Regions from separate parts of the Anas platyrhynchos genome. Here region 2 is linked to region 1. The links are chromatin contacts, called in public Hi-C maps. All regions are on one chromosome and are shown on one strand. The core of a region is the stretch at or near the end of the contact, and the rest is flanking DNA. Distances in the headings are between cores, read along the strand shown. Region 1 holds the start of CHRNB4 (cholinergic receptor nicotinic beta 4 subunit). Region 2 overlaps LOC106019666 (a long non-coding RNA gene).

Region 1 (3,693 bases), core at 342-2,841:
GGATGCAGCAATAAGACAATCTTATTATCTTCTCTGAAATTACTTAGTGATGTTGTTACTTCTCAGTGTACTATTGAGTAAAAAGATCTACATGGCGTCTCAGGACAATGCACACTACTTTGGAATGCTTATTGTTCCTAAGCAAGTAATAGTGAATTTACTGTATTTTACAGCATATTTTAACTTCTGCAGTACAATTAATGAAAATAAAAATAAAATGCTGACGGATTCAAAAATGTGTAATCTAAAGTAGGCCCTCACCCTGCAGTAGTTACAAAGCAGATGTTTTCTGAAGTATAGAAGAAACAAAACTGCAGGTTGACTAGGTACATATAGGAAAATGTGATTTTTGTCCCAGTTCACTTTCTGCCAGTTTCACTCTGAATGCTTCAGTGGAGTCTCTCCGTGGGAAGATGCTCCCAAGGTAAATGCACTATTGTGTGCTGCTGTTGAGCTGTGCGTGTTGGCTAAAACATAGGCAAGAAATCCTGACGGGCTAAAGAAAATGTTCTTAATGTATGTTTACATTTTTAAATATATATTTATGTATTCTAATTGAATTTAAACATTAATTATGTATGAATCAAACAATTAGGAAATAAGAACTTTGCAAATACACAAACTTGAGTCAATAATTGTACAGAGGGGGGAGATCTCTCTCATTTATGCTTTATGTCTTGGTTCATTTTTTCTTTTTTTCCCTCTAAACGCAACGCCTGCTTTTCCTGTCACAGATTATCCGGGGAGCATCTAAAGGAACATTCTTTACTGGTTATCAATGTCATCTCCTACTGCTCTGTCATTTTATGTCCAACTTACATAAGCATCGTAGTGGATTTGCTGATACCGAATGAGCCAGAAACAACACTAAAACAATCAATTTCATGCATCTTCGTAAAGTCTGCAGCCTACTGAGGTGGTAGTTACGAATGGTATCATCTACCTCCTAGCCCTGAAAGCTAACACTGTTTCACAAACTGTATCTGAAAGAAAAGATCACTTACCGTTAAAATAATAGGAGCCCACTACAAAGAGAAAGAGGGTGTATGCATTCCTCATGGCAACAAGAAGAAGAGGTGGATTACTGTTCTTCAATTAAGACAGCTGGCAGTAGGCTCTGTTGTCAGGGTTGCACAAGGAAGAGATGTAAAAGCAAACCTGGATCTTGGAGGTATTAAATCCCTGGAAAGAGACAGACAGTAGGACCTGGCAGAAGCATTCTGCAAAGTGGAGTTTTCATAAGCATAGTGGTCCCTCCCCCTTTGCAGCTGTTTAAAGAGCTTTGTGGAGAGGAAAAGCACATAAGAAGAGGAACATAATGTGATAATGTTGAATAAGAGGAAATGAAAGAGCAAGCTAAAGAACATGATCTGCAAAACACAACTGCTTAATTCATGCTACTAGATAACATTTAGAAGGATTTCTGGTTAATAAATGCAGTGGGTGGGAATAGCTATGTGGGAAGAGCTGGATATAATTTTGTGCCATAAGACCTGTTAGTAAAAGTCATGTCAACTAATTGCACCCCTAGCAGAAACTTATCTTCTGTGTTAAGAGAAACAGTCGACTGCCTGTTTACAGCCCTCTTCCACTCCAAGGCCTGCACATGTGATCTCTATGAACTAGAACTCTAAAAGGCTTTCTGGGAGCAGCTGGAGGGGAACGGGGAATTTGCTGTCATTAGCATTTGACAGGATTTGTAGAAGAAAGCAAATGCAGCTTGGTGAGAAATAGCCAATAGCCATAAAGACATTTCAGAGCAGTGTTAGAGAAATCTTATGGAAGTTATCTTTTATAGCTGAAGGGTTCAGCAGAGTATAGAGTATCATGTTTTGGGATTTGCCATGGGAAGAGGTATAGAAAGAAGGGATAAGAAGAGTTTAGGTGTCCTTTGCAAGCACTGTGGGGCAGACTGAAGTTCGTGGTTAGAAAATGTAAGTTAATCTTCTAGTTACTATCTTATCCCCATATTGAGATTCCTCTCTGCGTATGGTGGCCACAGGATACAGTTCTGAGCTCGTCCCATCTCCCGGCAGTCTAACTCCCAGTGGAGGCATTCCTTATTTACCAGCATAACCCATGTATGGACCAGACCCTTAATCTTTACTTCTGCATCAAGCACAGTTGCTTTCTAACTGGAGCTATTTGGAGAAGGGCAACTGCTGCTATTTTGAGGCAAGCTGTTGGTGTAGCATTGAGCAATTCATTACCTTTCCTTTAAGCACTGTAGCCACCACCTATTTTTTTATTCGTCGCTAAAGAAGCCAGTGCAATCCAAGTGATTGCATGTGAATGGACTAACTGCAATGAAAACTTCAAAAGCTGGAGGAAAGCAGAGAAAGCACATGTTGAAATTGAGCTTTCCTACAGCAAATTGTTCTATTTTAATAGTAACAAACTCTAGTAAGTATGTGCCAAGGAAAGCGTTTATGCTGAGCCCTTCACTTCTGGCTCCTCACCATGGTGTGCTTCGCTTGTACCTCATCATAGGCCTCTACCAGCTGACTTTGCTACGCTCTTGTGCCTGCTGCTTAGCAATGTTGAATGGGGAATTGCTCTCAAGGGACTATGCCTTTAGTTGTTATGGGTATGGTTGAACAAAGTACCAGTCTGTTGGGGAAGAAGGACTGCAGCTGTTTCTCTGTTTTTACTTTCTGATATATGACCTATTTATCCTCAAAGGCAAATCTTACATCTGCCAACCCAACCTCTGTGCTTCAGCAGCAGTCACAGGAGTAACAGATGTATGCACCCTGAAGCCATTGCACTTGTACCATGTACACTGCTTGACGCTTGAGAGTTGAATAGCAGCTCAAGGTATAAGAAAACTGACAGGGACAGATTCACCAAACTGGCGGGTGGTCACAGAGCCAGAGTCACAAGTTGTTCACTGATTTTTGCTGCTGAAGCTGGGCAGGGAGAATGACCACAGCTGTGTTCCTTCTCTTTGGCCATATTCTTTCCTTTGCCATTCATGTCTGTGCATTCTTACCAACAGGTCACTGAAGGGCTTCCTTGGTCACTTGTGCTATGCAATACATCTTCCTAGGGTGATACTATAGAATTCCACTTGTTCATTACATTGATATCCTGAAATGACAAGTCTTTTCCTAGACGTTAGCATATGCACTGTTCTGGATTTGCATGTTAATACACTGTGCAAGCATGGGGATAGCATGGCAGACAGACATCCACTCGGGATTGTTCCTGGTGCTGCAATGCTTTGCATGTCTTACGGTCTTAAAGCTTTTAGGTACATGAGGAATATAAGATAGCCAAGTGCACAAGAGAACTGGCAGATCCTTTCCATGGATTTGTCACAGTGATTTGAAGTTTCCACTTGTATTAGGAAAGAAGCAGTCAGAAATGCTGGAGCTTCCAAAGCAGAAGCAGCCTGGAGTGCAGTCGCTCACTTTAGTGAGGCAGGTACAGCGAACAAATAAATGCTTCCAGGTAGAAAGCAGCAATTAATTTCCAGCAGTGGTGACATTGAAATGAATTTCAGGGTTGAGCTCATGTCTAAACTGTATCAATAAGGGACTTCAGATCATCTTCTAAAATACTGGCCTTACAAAACACAGAAGACTGTCTTTATGTTGTGCTTGCAGAATAGCTGTCACTTGCTGGCTGAAAATTGCTACAGAAGATGTCAACTAATGGCAAACTTTGTTTTTCTAGCACCTTACATTGAAG
Region 2 (3,707 bases), core at 390-2,889, 55 kb after region 1:
GTAAATGGAGTTACCCGGTTCCAGTGACTGCCCCTTGCAAAAAGGGCCGAGATGCTTCATCAGGTCAGTGTCACACAACATTAGTGCCTGTTGCTCAGGCAGTACCAGCTCTGTGGGCAAACAGCAGGCTGCTGTTTTGCCTGCTGGTAGTCTGGCACCTCTTGTGAACACTAAATTAAATTTTAAAGTGAAAAAGTGCTGAACTATTGCCAAGAAGTTATGAGGCTGGGAAAGGTACATGGGGCCTGGGAGGAAGCCGCACGAAAAGAGCACTAAGTGAGGGATTCTTCTGGACAAGGTCTGTGCGCTGAGCCAGAAGTAACTGCGCTGAACTGGAACATGTTAAATGATTGATAGGAGATGTAGGCTGTCTCCAAGCAGCACAGAGGCCTTAGAGACTGGTAAATAATGAATATAGCTCTGCTCTGCTGCTGTTAGTGCTGTGACTCATGGCTAGCTGCCTGTTGTAACCACCTGCTGTAGGGCCAGAGGAGGACTGGACGTTGTCCTGAACATGGACCACAAGAAAAAAGAGCGGGGTTTTAAGCTCTCACTGCCGTCTGGTCAGTCCTTATCTACCTGGATATGAAAGATACCAACAGCACTTAATGATAGAGGTAACCTGAGAAGGGAGGACATAGGACATTCTCTGGTGTTTGGCAATAGAGGGTCTGGACTCGGAAGTTGTTTTTCTTCCTTGGCTTTGTCAAAAAGCAGGGAAACAGGAAGGCAACAGCTGCCATGAAGCTCTCCAGATGCGTCTCACACATCTTCTGTCAGCAGGTGCCAAGGGCTTCCCCCAGCACAAAAGTCTGGGAAAGAGCTGGGACAGAGCCCCTCTGCTAAGGGAAGGCCCCTTGAAGCAGCTGGGTATCTGAACTAGTGATGTGCGGATCAGTAGTGGCACTGGAAAAAACCTGGTGCTTTGTTCTGCCCATTTGACCAAGCCCAAAATAGTCAAAAGTTGAAGCCCTCAATTTTCTTCCCCAGCACTGATGTTCAGAAAACAGGAGCCAGATGTGCTGGGTGTTGCCGGTGCTGGTGTTACTGTCAGTCTGTGCCAGTCCCACTGCACAGGGCTAGGGGCAGCACAGAGCTAAAGGGTAAAAAAAAAAAGGGTAAAAACAGCTTGTGTGGCAGCAAGAGAAAGGTGTTGCAGGGCACCAAAAGCAGGGATCAGGTTGTGGTGTCCGTTGTGCACTAATCTTTGTTCTTTGATTGCCAGTTTCTGTCTGGTTGTCTTTACTCCCACATGAGCGTGGCGAACAAATGCAGGTCTGTAGCTGTGATTTTACCTCAGGTGTATCAGGCTCGTTACTCTGATGTGAGAAGAAAGTAAAGAATACCAAGTTAGTCTAATGGTTGTAAGGTTGCACTGAGAGACCAGCCTGAAAACAGTCAAACAGGAGCCGCAAAGCTACACAACTTTATTTCTTCTATAGGTGCCTTTGCATTTTCTGTTTCACTGAAGCTGCTGTGTAAACAAGTAACTCCTAGATTTTCCTCTGCAGTAAGCAGTACAACAGCAAAGAGCACCAGCATTCAGGAAAGAGTCCGTTCTTTTACTGCATACTAGAGAAGTATCTAGGATGATGTGGCTGTCTGGCAGGCAGCGTGCAGCACTGGGTGATGAGGTTAGGCTTGGTTCCATTAATGACTTCTGAGTCACTGGCATACGCTGATTAACATTGCTTCCACACAGGTCTCCTTTCTGCAGTAATACCATAGCTAAGGCTGTAGAAGGGAATGGTGGGACTGGGCAGGAGAAAAGAGACTGGAGAAGTAGAGAAGGAAGAAGGACAAGGCCTGAGTGAACTAAAGCGAGAAAAAATGTTCAGGGGGAAAAATGCCAGGCAGCACACCTCCTGTTAGAGGGGTCCTTGAACACCTCTTAGGACTGCATTTAATGTAGTTGTGATGGGAGGGTCCTCGAGGTCTTGGCAGATTTTTTTTTCTAGTGCAGAAAACTTGCCAAGCAAAAGAAAATTCCTTGAAGTCCAAAGTCAGTAGCAGGCAGGTGCAGCTGTAGCTGCTGTATATTAATTGCTGAGATAGACTAAATCCTTCTGTCGGACATCGGACCACTCTCAGTTTCAAGTACTTCGTCATCTTCCACAGGCTGCTTTGCCTGTTTCATTGATGGAGGATCTGGCAGCTGATGAGTGTAAGGTCACAGGTTAATGTTATGTGAACTGAGCCATTTTCTCAAGCCATTTACACCTCCTGCACCTTTCTCAGCCTGCCCGAGGCTTGCTGCCCTACCTTCTCCCTCCCAGTGTCAAGTCTATCTCCCTGTTTTTGTGACTGCTCCCTGCCTGCCCAGGGCTGTTACTAATAAGCTGCTTCTGTGAGATTTGGGACATATTTGTATCTGTCCTGTGCAGCCTGTAGGGGTGGGGTTGTGGGTTTTTTTGTTTGTTTGTTTTGTTTTAAAGTGCTTTCTTAAAAGCACTATTTTCTGTTGTTGTATTTTCCTTTTTTTTTTTTTTTTTTTTAATCCAGAATAATATATTGATGGTATTGAGACCAGCAAGCAGGCAAACACTTTGCACCAACATCCTGCCTTGGTTTTCACACCCCAAATTGCTTCATGTTTCCTACAGCCCCTCATCACTGGAAGTATTTTTCTCTGGCACATAACTCAGTGCCTTTGGTAAAGTGGGTATCTCCCTGTTTAATCCTACTTTATTCTGCAAGAAAATGTCCTTTCTGTTTACAGAGTTGAAAATCAAAATCCTTTAAGGTCTTTGGGAAACTGGAATATTCCCTAGACAAGCCTCCAGTATTTTCTGCTTAGACCACTTCAGAGTGTTTGTCGCGTGTTAGTTGTCTGTCTCTTCTCAAGTGAATTTAATGACTGTAATGTGCTCCCTGATTTGCTTTTAGACCTTCAGATAAGCAGTCTTCCTCTTTATGAATTCTGCCTTTGACGTGTCCTTCTGGTGATGCTCCTTGGGCTCAGTAGCCTAACACTGCCTACAGCCTTGCAGAATAGCTCATCTCTGCTTTCATGTTCTCTGTTGTACTGCCTGTGTGCCTAGAAGCTGCACCTGTGATCTTGGATGTATTTATTGTAGGAAAAAGGGCATGTTCTTCAGAGCTAGCAGTCTAAATAAATGAGGTGGATGACAGATGAGAATGAAAAGGAGGCACCAGCAGCCTGTGTGACTCACTTGACCTCACATGACTGGTGAGAAAAGTCCCACACGCAGGGCTTGTGACAAGGCTGGGAAAAAGCTGTCTGGGTTCCTGTCTCTAGACCGGGCAGTCTCCCAGAGTATCAGGTAGTTGAACCTTAAAAATACTAACAGTGCAGTGTGGCTGTAAATCAAAATGGTGCAAACATTTGTGGATAACTATATAATCTGTAGAGCCTTTGTATCTTAAAATGGGTTTGCTAGGGATTTACTCATCTTCTGTCAAAGGTAGCAAAGGCTGAGAAACTGTGCAAATACCAGCAGTGATGCAGCTACTTTTGTAAAGTACGAGATCATTCCCAGAGGGAGTGGCTGCTGGTAAGGCAGCATTAAAGTTCCAGGAAGAAACCTGCAGCTGTGAAATAACAGGAGCAGCGTGGCTACTCCAGAGACCGGCTAATTGATAGGGTCTCAGCAAGAATGTTCTTTGGCTGAAGTAGAAAACACTTGGATCATCCTCTTCAGATGTCCACCTCTGTGGGGCAAGAGCAGGACTGAACAGTCACAGCT

Evidence for each region. A called contact is a pair of places that touch in the nucleus more often than the background predicts.
Region 2: a Hi-C map of liver shows a contact between it and region 1, with 2.0 times the contacts expected there. The contact joins the enhancer-like site here to the promoter of CHRNB4 in region 1. A contact is called at or near these places in 4 of 8 Hi-C or Micro-C datasets (F1 follicle, liver, skeletal muscle and 1 more).

The regions. Positions count from the first base shown.
Region 1 is chr11:11,425,319-11,429,011 of IASCAAS_PekinDuck_T2T, forward strand. It overlaps CHRNB4 (cholinergic receptor nicotinic beta 4 subunit), which reads right to left and starts at 1,592. Exons shown (of 6, transcript XM_038185056.2): 1 at 1,005-1,592. LOC106019666 (a long non-coding RNA gene) reads left to right here. Exons shown (of 11, transcript XR_005268637.2): 4 at 3,679-3,693.
Region 2 is chr11:11,480,017-11,483,723 of IASCAAS_PekinDuck_T2T, forward strand. All of the region lies in intron 4 of LOC106019666 (a long non-coding RNA gene), which reads left to right. Among named protein-coding and RNA genes, the nearest start is that of UBE2Q2, 19 kb to the right of the region's middle. Within about 2 kb of position 1,640, at least 1 of the 8 cell types and tissues checked has an H3K27ac peak or open chromatin away from gene starts, as enhancers often do.